3 separate regions of the Sus scrofa genome follow, and regions 2 and 3 are each linked to region 1. The links are chromatin contacts, called in public HiChIP or PLAC-seq maps. All regions are on one chromosome and are shown on one strand. Each heading gives the region's core, a stretch centred on a gene start, on an enhancer-like site or on the middle of the called end of the contact. The rest is flanking DNA. Distances are from core to core; before and after follow the strand shown. Region 1 holds the start of SH3PXD2A (SH3 and PX domain-containing protein 2A). Region 2 overlaps SH3PXD2A (SH3 and PX domain-containing protein 2A). Region 3 overlaps SH3PXD2A (SH3 and PX domain-containing protein 2A).

The links. HiChIP or PLAC-seq counts read pairs in DNA pulled down with a chosen protein or histone mark.
Region 2: a contact with region 1 is called in an H3K27ac HiChIP or PLAC-seq map of skeletal muscle. The contact joins the enhancer-like site here to the promoter of SH3PXD2A in region 1. A contact is called at or near these places in 4 of 5 promoter capture datasets (fetal liver, liver and skeletal muscle), 6 of 47 Hi-C or Micro-C datasets (embryonic fibroblasts, liver, psoas muscle and 1 more) and 1 of 2 datasets of contacts at active chromatin or transcription factors (skeletal muscle).
Region 3: a contact with region 1 is called in an H3K27ac HiChIP or PLAC-seq map of skeletal muscle. The contact joins the enhancer-like site here to the promoter of SH3PXD2A in region 1. A contact is called at or near these places in 1 of 5 promoter capture datasets (liver), 8 of 47 Hi-C or Micro-C datasets (liver, psoas muscle, retroperitoneal adipose tissue and 2 more) and 1 of 2 datasets of contacts at active chromatin or transcription factors (skeletal muscle).

Annotation. Positions count from the first base shown.
Region 1 is chr14:114,774,277-114,779,151 of Sscrofa11.1, forward strand. SH3PXD2A (SH3 and PX domain-containing protein 2A) reads right to left here and starts at 2,975. Exons shown (of 15, transcript XM_021072762.1): 1 at 2,413-2,975. The coding sequence starts at 2,484.
Region 2 is chr14:114,666,636-114,671,510 of Sscrofa11.1, forward strand. The region is part of intron 3 of SH3PXD2A (SH3 and PX domain-containing protein 2A); the gene reads right to left. Among named protein-coding and RNA genes, the nearest start is that of SH3PXD2A, 110 kb to the right of the region's middle. Within about 2 kb of position 2,421, at least 22 of the 83 cell types and tissues checked have an H3K27ac peak or open chromatin away from gene starts, as enhancers often do. A contact at or near this core is called in liver and skeletal muscle, where this site is marked.
Region 3 is chr14:114,700,771-114,705,645 of Sscrofa11.1, forward strand. The region is part of intron 2 of SH3PXD2A (SH3 and PX domain-containing protein 2A); the gene reads right to left. Among named protein-coding and RNA genes, the nearest start is that of SH3PXD2A, 74 kb to the right of the region's middle. Within about 2 kb of position 2,146, at least 9 of the 83 cell types and tissues checked have an H3K27ac peak or open chromatin away from gene starts, as enhancers often do. A contact at or near this core is called in skeletal muscle, where this site is marked.

The sequences.
Region 1 (4,875 bases), core at 1,725-4,224:
GCTCGGTGACATCACTCCCGGCCCCAAACATAATGTCATTGATTCTTGCATGGGAAGCGGAGACATCCCGGAAAACACTATCCATAAAAAGGCAGGAAATGATTGCTTCAAGGAAACTGGACAGGACTTCTTTTGTATTTTTCACATAGAAGAAATTATTATCAATCTTAAAACCCCAAATCTTTCTTCCTTCTTGCCAGACCATTAATAGCTGCTTTTCAAAAGTGCTTTCTTAGTCAGAATCATGCCCATCATAAGCTACCATTTAATGAGTGCTTGTTATGTGCCAGGAACTTCCTAAGTGCTTCGCATGGATGATCTCATTTAATTCTCCAGACAACCCTATGAAGTAGATACTATTATTATCCTCACTTTAAAATGAGGAAACTGAGGCCCCACTAAGGTTAAATAATTCGCCCGAAGTCAGTGGCTGAGCCAGGCTTAAAACAAGAGCCTCTAAGTCAGAGCCTCAGCAGTAACCATCTCTCAACACTGACTGCAGCGGGTCTCCGGTCGCTTCAGCAACACTCCTGGCTTGTTGCCAGTAGGTTCTACATCTGTAATCTTGGACATCATTGGTCAAAGCCAAGATTTGATGTTTTGCCTAAAAGCCAGAGCCGGGAAAAGCACCTGCCTGGGTCTCAGAGCAGAGAGTGCCATCTGTTGAAAGCAGTGCCAACCCAGAGGACTAGAAAAGAACTCCTAAAACTTAGCCTGCAACATTTGAGAAGTTAGGAAGGCTGATATCATAAGGAGTGCTGGGATATGCAAATGGACATCTGTCCCCAGTGCAGGGTGACCACTCAGTGACCTAAGTCCTCCAAAAAGAGCTTTCTTGAAACAGCAGGTTTAGACGCTTGCGGAGCCAGCAACACAGAAGGAACAACTCTTCCACCAGCACCCACCTCTCTGTCCGGTTGGTTTACCTTCTCCCCAAACTGAGCCCATACCCATTTATTTTGCTATAAAGAAACCCAAAGGTCAGAGCTACTGGGGATAAAGACAGAAAGAGTAGCCTGAGGCTGACATTAGCACAAATCCCAGTCCCCTTCCAAAAAGGAAATAAAAGGCATTTCAGGGATCAAGGTACTGTCTAGGGCTGCAACCAACAGCCTGTTTTAATTGTTATAAATTAATGCTTTGAGCATTCACTTTATTTTTATTTTTTTGTCTTTTTGCTATTTCTTTGGGCCACTCCCGCGGCATACGAAAGTTCTCAGGCTAGGGGTTGAATCGGAGCTGTAGCCCTCGGCCTACGCCAGAGCCACAGCAACGCGGGATCCAGCCGCGTCTGCAACCTACACCACAGCTCACGGCAACGCCGGATCGTTAACCCACTGAGCAAGGGCAGGGACCGAACCCGCAAATCTCATGGTTCCTAGTCGGATTCGTTAACTACTGCGCCAAGACCGGAACTCCTGAGCATTCATTTTAAATGTTCCTTTAAGTGCCTAATTTGCAAATAAGATGCAGTCCTTAGGCTTTGGGTGCCCTGCTGTCCGTCTCTCCTATCTCAAGTACAGCGGCAAAGCTGCTCAGACTGGAGTCCTCAGGCGTCAAGGACAATGTTTACTTCCTAAGGTGGGAAAGATGGGAAGAGAGGACGGGCTGAAAGGAAAGGGAGACCCGTCCCACAGGCCCGGAGCTCGGCTCAATCAACTCTAGCCCCTTCTCATTAAGTTTGAAGAAGGAAGGGGGAGGGGCGGCCGGCTGTTCCTCGGAGACCACAGCAAACATTTGCCGCCTCCTGTCTGGAAATGGAGCATCACTTAAGAGGAAATGAACCCGGTTAAGGGTCACGTCCAGAGGAGGGATAAAAGGAAAAGCCACATTTCTCCTCACACCGACCGACACAATGACTTTAAGGAAACCAAAGCTCGGGGCTGAGAGTGGAGGTGGGGCATGGGGCGCGGCGGCTTCCCTCTGACCCCAGACCCAGGCCTAGGGAGGCAGAGACCAGAGCAAAAGTGGGGGGCTTGCGCGAGGCTTCCTTTCCCAGGGCAAGCCTCTGAAAGCATCTCGGTCTGTGAGCGTGAGCGACCCGAACCCCTTGGGATGACCGGGAGGATGTTCCTTCCCAACGGAGCTGCCCAGCGAGGGTTTGACGAACGCTCCCCCCCACCCCCATCCATCAAAGCTCAGGCGGACAGATGACTTCACCGTTGTAACAGACAAGGGCAGCCACTTGCCAATTCCAATGCCAAAAAAAGAAAACGGGCCTGGGGGGAGTGGAGGAAGGTCAGAAAAGGCTTCCCTGGAAATCAGAGCCCAGCGAAGAAACTCCATCACTGACGGCTGCCCTATGGGCACTTGGCTCTAGACTCAACAGCGGTTAGGGGCACAGGGCTACCGGGGGCCCTCTGGGGGTTCCTGGCCAGCCCCTCCGCAGGGGTCGGTAGGGGCCGTACTCACATAATGCTTGGAAGGGTTCCTCCGCTTCTCCACGTCCACCACGGTGGCATCTTGCACGCAGTAGGCGAGCATCTTCCCCTACAAAGCGAGTGGCGCCCCCCGGCGGCGTCACCTTCTCATCCCGGTCGGGCTCCGGCTCCTTCCCCCGCTTTCCGGGTCTGTGGGGCCACCCGCCACCCCGGTCCGGCGCGCCGCTGCCCGGGCTTCTGGCGCCCACAGGTACGGCTGCTGGGCGGAGACGGTATGGAGGGCACGCGGGCTCCGTGTGCCCGGGTGGCTCCCGGTGGGCCTGCCGCGAGCCCCTTCCCTCCCGCGCCGCCGCCGCCGCGGCTCTTCTGCTCGCCCGCCCGCTCTCTCCGCCGCCCGGTGGGTCCGGCGGGAACTGGCGAAGCAGAGGAGGGGCGGGGGTGTGTCCCGTGGGCAAGGGGACGGGGCGGGGGCCCCAGAGCCTGCTGACAGCGCGCTGGGGAGGGGCCAGCGGCGCCCCTTGGCCGCGCTGCGGCTCCGGGGGGCTCGGCGCTCGCGGAGGCTGTGGGCGCAGGAGGCGGAGGCAGGGCCGGGCAGGCAGGGAAGGGAAGGGAGGGGAGAGAGGGGAAGCGCGCGGGGAGGGGCTCCGGGCCCGGGGGAGGGGCTCGGGGCGACGGGGAGGGGGCTGCTGCCTGGCCGGAGAGGCCAGGGCAGGCTCGCGCGCCCCCACTGCGCCGAGAGCGCGGCCAGCGGCCTGGCGCGACGCTGTGCTAGTTCCCCCGGCACCGAAACTCAGGGTGGCTTCGGAGGGAGGAGGGGCGGGGGGAAGTGAACCCAGCGCGCCTCTACCCTGGCTTTCCTTCTGGGAGCGGATTTTTGCCATTCTGTCCTCACCTTTACGGCCCCCTCCCACTCCTATCTCCCACATCTTTTTAATGAAAAAGTAGGTTATTACTCGGCTGTTACTGTCCAGGCCCTCCGAGCTGAACAAGGAATGGGGAAGGAACCGGCATTAAATCCTTCAAGCCAGAGCCTGTTTTGAGGAACCACCTGCCCCCCTGCGGGTCACAAAGGGTAAATTCTCCCCGGAAATGTGATCGATCTGCTGCCCGAGTTGTCCATCGATCTGGGCCTGGTAACCAATCTGTGATATCATTTACCAGTGAGGTTACAAAGCTGCATAACACCACTGCCTTAAACCCAGAGCTTCCTGGGGACCCACCCTCCTCAGGCCTGTGAGGAGGGAAGGGAGCACACAGTGGTGGGAAAATCCACCGGGTTGGGGGCCAGTGATGAGCTGACCCCAGACTCTGGCTTTCTCACCACCATTCCCTCTGGTCTGAAAAACAGACTTTCCAAATCATTTGTCTGTCCCTGGACTTGGGACACAATTGCTATTTAATGCAATTTTACATCACCCCCCCATCTATTTCAACATTTTTTTTTGCATTCTAGTTTCAAATATTTAAAGAAGTAGTATTTTCACAACTAATCCTATTGTTTCACAGTCACAATAAGCTTTGTGGCCGTGGACCAATGTGAAGCATCTGAAATGGACGCCAAGAGTTTGACAACATAATCGTACCAATACTTTGTTCTCTGCACTGTCGGAACCCATGTAGCAATCTAGGACTTCATTCACACATTTGCTTGGTACAGAGTACCCCCACTATCCCTCCAACTTTCTTGGGGAAGGATGCTGGAACACCAAATGATGCTGCTATCCAAATATGTGACCTGGAGCAAATCACTTCATACCACAGGCATTAGAGTCACTTTAAGGTTCTCACTTCTGAAATGTGGGTGCTGAACTGGATGGTCTTTTAAGATTCTTCCCTATGTACACTCCAAACTCTTCGTAGTTTTAGTAGTTACACCTGTGGAGATAGTTTTGAGTTAAATAATTTTTTCATAATTAGCATGTACAGCTTTTGACATTTAAAAAATAAATATTTTAGGAGTTCCTGTCATGGCTCAGTAGTTAACAAATCTGAATAGGAACCATGAGGTTGCGGGTTTGATCCCTGGTCTTGTTCAGTGGGTTAAGGATCCGGCATTGCAGGGAGCTGTGGTGTAGGTCAAAGATGCGGCTTGGATCCCGTGTTGCTGTGGCTCTGGCGTAGGCTGATGGCTACAGCTCCCATTAGACCCATAACCTGGGAATCCCCATATGCCACAGGAGTGGCCCTAGAAAAGGCACAAAGACAAAATAAATAAATAAATAAATAATATTTTAAAAAATGCCTTCTCTAGGAGTTCCCGTCGTGGCTCAGTGGAAGGGACTCTGACTAGTATCCACGAGGACGTAGGTTCGATCCCTGGCCTCCCTCAGTGGGTTAAGGATCCAGCGTTGCCGTGAGCTGTGTTGTACGTGGCTCAGATCTGGCATTGCTGTGGCTGTGGCATAGGCCAGCAGCTGTAGCTCCAATTTAGCCCCTAGCCTGGGAACTTCTATATGCTGTGGGTATGGCCCTGAAAAGACTAAGTAAACAAACA
Region 2 (4,875 bases), core at 1,171-3,670, 110 kb before region 1:
ACATGCAAGTTGATCCCTGGTTGCTCTACTGAACTTCTAGTTCAACGTATTCAATGTCAGACCATGGTGAGCAGCAAGACTTACGCTTGGAATCCAGGACTCTGCATTCTCTGGACAGGGCATATTTTCCTGCATGTTAAATTAGGTGGGTTGACTGCAGTCATGAAAAGACAATGCATTTCTGTCTGGATCAGAGGCTTCTTGTGGAAGATACCCTAGGACACACTCCATTTGGGGCTGAGGGTTCAGGACGGGCATTTGGAGATCGGTTCCCTCCTAGAATTATCTCTGGACGAGGAAGACACGCAGCCTGGTGTAGCGAAGTGACCTGACTCTTTCCCTGGCCTTGAGCTGTAGGGATGACATGGGGGAAGACAGGGGATCTGATCCACACTGGCATTTTTCAGCCATGCTTGCAGCATGCGGAAGTTTCCAGGTCAGGACCAAACACATGCCACAGCAGTGACAACGATGGATCTTTAATCCACTGAGCCACCAGGGAACTCCCACACTGGCTTTCAAAATAAAAAGGGCCCTTGGCGTGGCCGCCTCCCACAAAACTCATTATTCCCAGTGAGACCAGGCAGTTCTAGAGCTGAGAGTGTGAAGCTCGTGACCCTGCTCTGTTATCACATCAGCTGGTCCAGGAACATTCAGCTCTCCCCACTTTCCAGCCCAGATCAACCATCTGGATATCAGCTCTTCAGAAGGGAGCTCCTTGCAGCTTCGCAAGTTACCACGGGAGAGGAGGGATCAGCAGGAAGTATACTCAGGGCTGGGGTGTAAGCTGACTCAGCACAGAGAAGGGGGGTGCAGGCAGAGAGCAGAGCAAAGGAGACTCACATGTCCTGCAGCAGAGCCACCTGAGGACAGGCAGGGTGGCAGCACAGACGCCTCGCCCTTTGCAGCTTACAGTGTGTCCTAGGCATTACACACTTGGACTGCCCTCATAAACCACGATGAACCCATTTGGCAGATGATGAAACAGACCCTGGAGGCCTGTGGCTGGGCCTCGTGGCACAGCTTCCACACAGGTGTGGCGCCCTCTTGTTTCTGGACAGCTTTGTGACAAGAGACATGCTCCAGAGTTCCCTGGTTCCCCAACTTCTGTCTGCCCGGCCTGCTGGGGCAACTCAGCCCCCACATACCCCACCTGCTTCACACACTCCTTGTTGCTGTTAAACATCCACGCTCAGCCATGCTTAGGTCATGGCCCCTGCTGTCCACTTGCTGCATCCCAAGCCCTGATCTGCCCCCGCCTGGCCTCTGCAAAGCAGCCTTCTTGGGCCACCTAATCTCAGATGCCCCAGGTACACGGCCTAGCCATTTTTCTTTCTGGCCCTTAGTACTACTGGAAATTGTTCATTCGTTTGCTTCCTGACCCCCCACTGGAAGGTGAACGTCCTAGGAACCGTGGCCCAGTCTACCCCGTTCACATCCCCAGCATACAGCTTGGCCTGGCGCACACACAGTAGGTGCTCAGTTAATACCTGCGGCAGGAACAAACACATGCAGCTCTTCCACGTAGCGTTCAGAATCTGCTACCAACAGCAGACCTTGGGAACCACCCGCCCCAGATTACAGAGTGAGAAGATGATTTTGGGGGTGAGGGGCAGTAATTTACAGCAAGAGAAGACCCAGTACTTCCAGAGAAGGTTAGAGGAAAGTTGCTTTTAAAACAGCACACAGTGCCTCTCAGGCCTATAATCTTGTTTATCTTTTGAAAACCCTGGCATTACCGGTAGACACTATTTTTCCTTCTTCATCACGTACAAAGTTTGCCTTTTCTTGCCATTCCAGGTCATCTGTGGGGCTCAGAAGCCTCTCAGGTCCTCTCCCCTAAGGGCTGCAGTACCTGCCAGCATCTCTGAGCTGCTGCCTCCCTTACAGCCTTCCTGGCTCTTTGGGGAGGGCTTTCTCAGGCCAGCGCCTGGTAGAGACACACAGAAACACCTACAGCCCATGGTGAGAGCCAGCTCCCCATCAGGCCATAGCCCAGCTCTAGTTAAAGACATCCCTTCCCCCTGCTTCCTTCTGTGCTGGAACAAACACCGGATCTGCTGCATAGGGCTCTGGGGGGGGCGGGGGCAGGGAGAGGAAGGACCCAGACACTGTGCTTATAATTCACCCAGCACCCTTCCACACTGGGGCTCTAGGCTGCCTCTTCACTTAGGGGGTGGTATGTAAACTGGTGAGTCGGTACCAAAGAACCAAGCATGTGTGCTGTCTAAAAATACATTCCTCTAAGCTTGTAAGGTCATGAGGCTGTCCACAGGCTGGCAGCACCTCCTTTGATTATGGTGATAGGTTCACGTTCTTTCTAAGCTAGCAGCTTCTCCATGCCTCACCAATCCAGGAGCACGTATACCTGTGGGTAGGGCTGACTCTGCTATTAAGATAAAAGGGCCTTCTGGAAGCTCGGAGGTCCAGTACCAGCCAGCACAGAGACACAGATGGCTTGCAAGTGGGAGGAGACTTCGTACAGCCTTTGCTGAGTGAGTTCACTGCTTTCTGCTCCACTGCCTGGCTTCTGAGGTCCCTCAGTCCCTGGTCACAGTGGTTTGCTTTTTATATCAGCAACTACACACTCTACTTCACTTTGCAATGACCATTTCCTCCTAGGGAGCCTCCTCGGGCTGGCAAACTCAAGATATACAGGAAATCTATTCCAATCCCAGGATGGGCAACAGGAGATGGATTTTCTACAATAGTCTTTTAAAACAAGGCAGAAAGTTTCATGTAAACAGTAGGCTGCCCTATGAGGCTGCTGACCCCATCATGCTTGGGCCAGTATCCTAAAGAACTTCACTTCTGCCCAACTTTCCCTAAAGCAAGAGAGCCAAGAAAGCGTAAGATACACTTGTGAGACAATTCTCTCTGGCTCTCTTGCATTTCGGCATGTCTTGTCCATAATGCCCTAACTGCCTTTTGTCCTGGATTATCTTTCCAAAGGTGTTTGCATAGCAAACAGCTTTAGAAGACAGAGGCAGTGTCTTGCTCTGGAGCAAACAGCAGGTTTGCACAGAGCCTTGGGAGACTGGGATGGTTTCTCTCCAGGGCAAAAGGGGTAAGTTTGTTTACTGCCCATTATAAAAGATGTGGGCTCCCTGAGACTTGATTCCTCTCCTATAATGTAACCCACTGCATGTTCAGGCATTGCTCTGGGCCCACCACGTCATGCCATGAGGGATTTAGAGGCAACGGAAGCTCACACAAATGTTCCGATATTCATCCTGCTTGCTCCGCCATCGTGAAGTCTTTTGTCTCTGACCCAGGAATCTCATGTTTTCTGCTGGCATCCATGAACGTGGGGTAAGCTAACTTAATTGGCTTGCCAACAGGGTAAAATCTCAGATCTTTCACAGTGTGTGGAGTAGTTGTGCTCCTAGTGGGGTCAATACTGCTGCCCAGTCTCCAAACCCAGGTCTGCCCTATTTCCAGCAAACTCAGAAGTTCCAAATTATAAAATATATGGAGGTGACCAATAATCACAGAAAAAGAACAATGGATATTAGATGTATGGAAACTGGTGAGTGAGCACAAAAGATAATTATGTAAAATATTCATCACAAGGCTACATATCTGTGCAAGATTATATGTATGTGTGTGATGACATGAATATGAGGTAAATACGAAAGATATGTAAAAATAAAAAAATAAAACTATACATAAACCAAAGAAAGAATTATTTTTTTAAAATGCTCTGCTTTGTAAAAGGATTTATTGGGTGCCTCTTCTAAAAGGAATAGCATTTAGGACACCTCAAGTTGATGTGATTTGTCCCCAGTAGCAAAATTTATACAGTTTTCAGGAATAAGCCTTAATGTAAAACAAGGTTCAGGTTGTGATGATGCTTGTACAACTATAAATATAATAAAATTCATTGAATTAAAAACAGAATAAATAAATAAAACAAGGTTCACCCCTACTATTCTGTTGGAGGTGAGAATGCCAAGAGGTCAGGGCTGGGCGTGGAACTTCTCAGGTACTATTGTCAAACCACTGCCTCCTTCCTAAGTCCAGCTGGCATGCTTGCTTACAAGCCCTCTCCCCCTCCTTACCATAAAAATCAATTACTTGGATCTGTAGTTGTAGTTAAGGGAACTGCACCAATATATATTTTGTGAGTTTGATAATGTATTGTAGTTACACAAGATATTAGCACTGGGGGAAGCTGGACAAGGGGTATACATACAGCTCAGTGGTTACAGGATGATGGAAACTGATCCGACCTCTCCTTTAATTGTGAATAATGCCAGCCACCCTATAGTTAGGTAGTAAAATTGGAGGGGAGGAGTACAGAATGCCTAGGAATTTTCCAACATCTTATGAATATAATTATTTCAAAATACTGTTTACAAAAATGCTGTGACTTAAGAAATCGAATAACCAATCTTGTTAGCATCATAATTAAATGAAGTCAGTACTCTGAAAAGCCCTGGGGCTATCCTATTTTTAATCATATTAAAATAGTATGCACTAAATGGTTTAAGTGCCACACACATACAAAAATCAATGACTCCGACTGCAGTGACCTCAACCACTCAACGATAGGAGAGGTCCTTTAGAGGTCCCCAGAATCCCATGAGGTTCTGGTCACCTCACCGCCCACACGGTGCCCTCCTGAAGCATGAGGCAGCAATGGCAGCCAGAGGGACCACCAGGACACTGACTCCTCAGGCAGCAGGGAGGAGACATGGAGGCAAGAAAGGAGAGGCAGAGACAGTCTAGCCGAGGCTGGCTGTAGCAGCTCCTCCCTGCCGAAGGAAAGACCGGCATGGGAGGAAGGATCCCAGCTCTGCCACTTAATGGCTAAGTGATGGTGGAAAGTGAACTGATTTCTCTCTAAAATGCGGATAATGCCACCCACCCTGC
Region 3 (4,875 bases), core at 896-3,395, 74 kb before region 1:
TGACACTCCCCGTGGAGAACGAAGTCACCTAAGAAAAGCCTGCCCATACTGGGGTGGTGGTTCCAGCAGGGTCCTGGCTGAGGTTTCTCTGGTCCCTCCTGGTGGGGGGTTTCTCACTATCCCTTAGCTTCCCCAGAGACCCCTGACATGGTCTCAGAGCTGCCTGCCACTTCTGTCTCCCATACAAACCTCTAAGCACCATCAACAAAGGGTGAGAGGCCCTGACGTCGGTGAAGAGGGGAGGAAGGTGGACGGACCCCTACCTTCTCTGTCCGGCTTAACCACACCCCAGTCTGAGTGTTTCTCCATTCCACTCATCCTGATTATCCCTGCAAATGGCCCAGAACTGTGGTCCCCAAAGTGCCCCAGCTGCTGTGTGATCAAAGTCAAGCCAAAGTTTGGGACAAAGACAGCATGTTCCTGGCAGAGACAAGACCAAGACAGATGCTTGGTAGTCCTAGGTCCAGGATGCTGAGGCAGAGAAATTCCAGAGCTGGTCCCCAGGCGCTGCCTTAACCCTCCTCTTGGAAAGAAAGGGATGCTTCCAGTGGACAATCCAACATTGCATTTCCTCCTCCCCTTTCTCCATTGCATCTCGTTTCCCTATTTTTTCTCTATTCCAAGCCCCATCCTTATTCCTTCCCTCCAAGTCTTGTGCAAAAGAAAAAAGCAAAGAATGGGCTAAAGAAGGCTGGGGTCAGAGGGCAGAGTTCAGCTCTTCCCTGTGGCCTGGCCCTGGCAAGAGCTCACTTCTCCCTTGTTTAGGAGTGACCCTGAAGCTTCTGGAAGTGAAACCTATGCTGTTAGGTGAACCTGGGAAAATCCCAGCAGACCCAGGGAACTCCTGCCAGGGGTGCTGCTGGGTAGGTCACCTGCCACTCTCTCACATCCTTCCCTGTGAGATATTCCACAGCACAAGAGACCAAAACAGACCTTTGAAGGTTCTGTTGAGGCGAGTGCTAAGTCCACACCATCCTGATGCTACTGCAATCTGCTCCCTTCTGATGGTTCATTTCATCACAGCTTTGAGGCTTTTGTTGGCTCTCTGCCTCCCATAGGACACAAGCCCATTCATGAACTCTGCCCTGACTGACCTTGTCAATTGCATGTCCCCAAATACTGAATGACCTGCGTGCATCCTCTGTGGATGGAACATGCTGTTCCACAGCTCTGTGCCTTTGCACATTCTGTTCCTTTTATCTAGAATGCCCCACCCCACATGATCTCTTTCTGTCACCACTTCTGAGGGCTATGCACAGGTTTAGCCCTCATTTCCTCTCCTCTCCAGATTGCTTCTGTTGGGTCACACATCTGGAACTGCACTTAATACTATATTGTACTTATTTGTTTTTACACCTGCATCCTTGTAAACCTCTTGTAAGCAATGTCTATGCCTTGATATCAAGTGCCTGCTATCCATCACAGTGTCTTGGCATGTAGCTGGGCATGCAAAAAGACTACATTTCCCAGTTTCCCTTGCTGAGGGGTACAGTCATGTGACTGAATTCTGACCAATGGAATATGAGCAGGCAACCCATATAATCTCCCTACAATCTTTCATACTCTCTCTTCCCTTTCATGCTGGGTGGATACAGAGATTCATGGGGGATGGAGTCCCTAAATGGGACAATCTAGGTTCCTTGACTGACTACCTGGAATAGAGCCTTCCAGTAACTTGTTTTGGTCTTGACTCAGAAAAACAATAAACCTCTATTGTATCAAGTCACTGAGAGTTTGTCACACAGAATCAACCTGCCCTAACACAAAGGAGCTCTCAGTCAAGGTCTGTTGAACCAAACTTAAAGAGGAAAGACTTAATATAAAATGCAGTACCCCACTCCCTGCCGTTAGATCCAGTCAAGTCAGGCATCACATCCTACATGATTGAACTATTCCTGAAACCAAGCCATCCCCTCTCCTCCCCCTGCCCTATCCACCAAATCACACACACACAGTATTCAGAATGCCAAGCGTTCCCCTGGAAGGACAGAGAAGGGTGGGGACTGAGGACGTGCCAGACGACCTGTAAGAATTGCCTTAGGTGAATAAGCCCCACCTTGAGATCCTGGTTTCACAAGTCTGAGAAGGTACAGGGAGGCTCCTCCCCCTCCCCCTACAGGCATCACACCCCTGACATGTGACCATTCAAGCTCACAGAAACACTTCTAGGAACACACTGTCCCTCTGAGGCAGCCCACACCACCCTTGACCGCTTCTGGGAAGTGCTGGACAGCCTTCCTCTCCAGATGCACCAGGCCAAATTCCTACCTGGTCACAAAGGAGAGAAAGATCACATTTGACAAAGAAAGAAATGGAGGAGGGCTTCAAATGTATTTTTCCAATACTCCCTGTCCTTACTACTCAAGATGTGACCCTGAGACTAACCCTATCAGGGCCTGAGAGCTTGCTGGAAACACAAAATCTCAAGCCCCAGGCAGATCTGCTGAATCAGGGTCTGCATTTTAACGAGATGCTAATTGGGCACCTTAAAATTTGAAAGCCCTCACTCTGCTGCCAGGATTCTAGCTAATCTTTCTTTTCCTTCATAAACCAAAGATATTATTTCCATGCATAGACTTTTCTTTTATTAAAAAATGTATATTTTTCCCAAGGCAAAAATTTTCTTCTATAGCAATTCTTATAAATATTTTAGAGCAAATACGAAAATAGTTTGTGTAAGTAACAGGCACATGGTAACAAAATTTCAAACAATACAAGAGCATTCAAAATGGAAAATAAGATTTTCCTTTGGAAAATATGACTTGTAGTCTCCTGTCACTAAACCTGTGCTATCCCAAAGAAAATATAACTAAAAACAAGAAGAGAAAGAGGTACTTCAAACCTCATTCTCATTCTCTCTTATTAGAGCATCATTTTATCTTTTTTATAAAGATAATTGGGAATTTAATCACATATTTCTTACAAATAAGAATATCTTCCCCTTGAAGATATTCCTGTTGGAGCCTGTGATTCAGGATAAGCACAGGATTAAGAATAGAAGAAAGTGACTCTATTTTTTTTTTTTTTTTTTTTTTTTTTTGGTCTTTTAGGGCTACACTGGTGGCATATGGAGGTTCCCAGGTTAGGGGTCTAATCGGAACTGGTGTAGCCACCAGCCTACACCACAGCCATAGCAACGCGGGATCTAAGCTGCATCTGCGACCGATACCATATCTCGTAGCAACGCCGGATCCTTAACCCACTGAGCGAGGCCAGGAATCGAACCTGCGTCCTCATGGATACTAGTCGGGTTCATTAACCACTGAGCCACAACGGGAAATCCTGTACTCTAATATTTTTAAAGTTGAAAGTTACTTTCTGTCCCAGCTAATCCTTAACAAGTGTTCCCAATACTAAGTCTAGCCTATAAGCAAAGATGAGCATTCAGGAGAAGGAACAGGAGCTATTAGCAGACCTTTTCTCTGGTGTGGAGAAGGAGATGCAGGCCTCTGAACCCATTCCCTGCACTGAGTGCCCACCTGCCCTGCATCCATCCATTCACTGGACTGCAATTTCCTGAGCACCTGCTAGGTGTCGGCCACTGTTCTAGGCACTGGGACAACAGAAACAATGAACGAGCAAGATTTTGCTCTCCTAACACTCACATCCCAGCAGGGATGAGATGTAAACAACAGACAGAGCTCAATAAGATAATAATATTGTGATACATGTCTTGAAGACAACTAGAATGTGACAGCGTGGCAGGGCTGGGGGCGGGGGGAGCTCTCTGAAGAAGTGATCAAAGAAAGGCCTCTCTGAGAAGTGTCACCTGAGTGCCTAGAAGGAGTCAGCTGCTTGAAGACCTGGGGGAAGGGAGTTTCAGGCAGAGGGAACAGCAATGGCAAGGGCCTCGAGGCTGCACTGCACCTAGTGTCCCAAGATCAAGCGGGAGAGTGGCGAGCTGAGAGCCAGGGAAGGAGGGTGACAGGAGGAGTCTGGAAGGGCGGGTGAGGGCCCACCACACAGGGTCCTGGCGCAGGGTAAGGGGTTGGGAGTTCATTCCCCAAAGAAAGGGAGGTATTCAGAAAGGTTACAAATGGGGCCATAATCCAATCTGATTTATTTTTAGAAGGATCACTGGTTGGGGGGATGACAAGAGTGTGAGTGGGGAGATCCCTGAGGAGGTGGCTCAGCTGCCCAGGTAGGACAAGAGGTGGCTGGACCAGGGTGGGGGTGGAGTATTTGGAGAAGAGGGCAGAGCTGGGCTGCATCTTTAGGGCAAGCAGACTTGCCTTTAAGTTGGATATGGTACATGACTGGCCAGGCTTTTTGGGGAGTTGGGGGGGTCTCAATTGTATTTGAATCCCCCTGGTACCTCTGATGCTCCTAACAGCTGACCTGGGCAGCCCAAGTGCTCCAATCTGGCCTGATGGCATTAACAGCGGGCATGCACTGCTGCCTTGACAGCTCCCTTCCTGGTCACTGAGGTTGACCATTTTGCCCACAGGAAGCTTTTCTTGCAATCTCTCCTTTCTGGAGGCCCCTTAGGCCAAGGGCTTCGGAGCAAGCTTGTGCTTCACAATTCTCAGAAGCGGAGGACAAGGGAGGAGCGCAGGGGAAAAGGGAAAAATCCCCGAAGCAAAAATGTTTAAAATTCAGGCAAAGTCACCAGGGGAGCCGAGTAAAGCAGCCCCCACCCCGCTCCCCACTCCCTGTAGCCTTGCCCTCCCCAGGCTCTGCAGCCAGCTCAGCTCCTTTAACGAGGCTTTCCTGGTCAGGGGAGCTTGACTGCTGCCAGGGACCCGGAAATGCAAGAGGAGAGCTCCCTGCAGAGCCCACCCTGGCGCCCAGCTGCAGGCTGCTTGTCCAGGTGGCAGCACTGCTGCTGCCCCAGGTGGTGGCTTCTTCTCAGAAACCTCATAAATGTGGCAGATG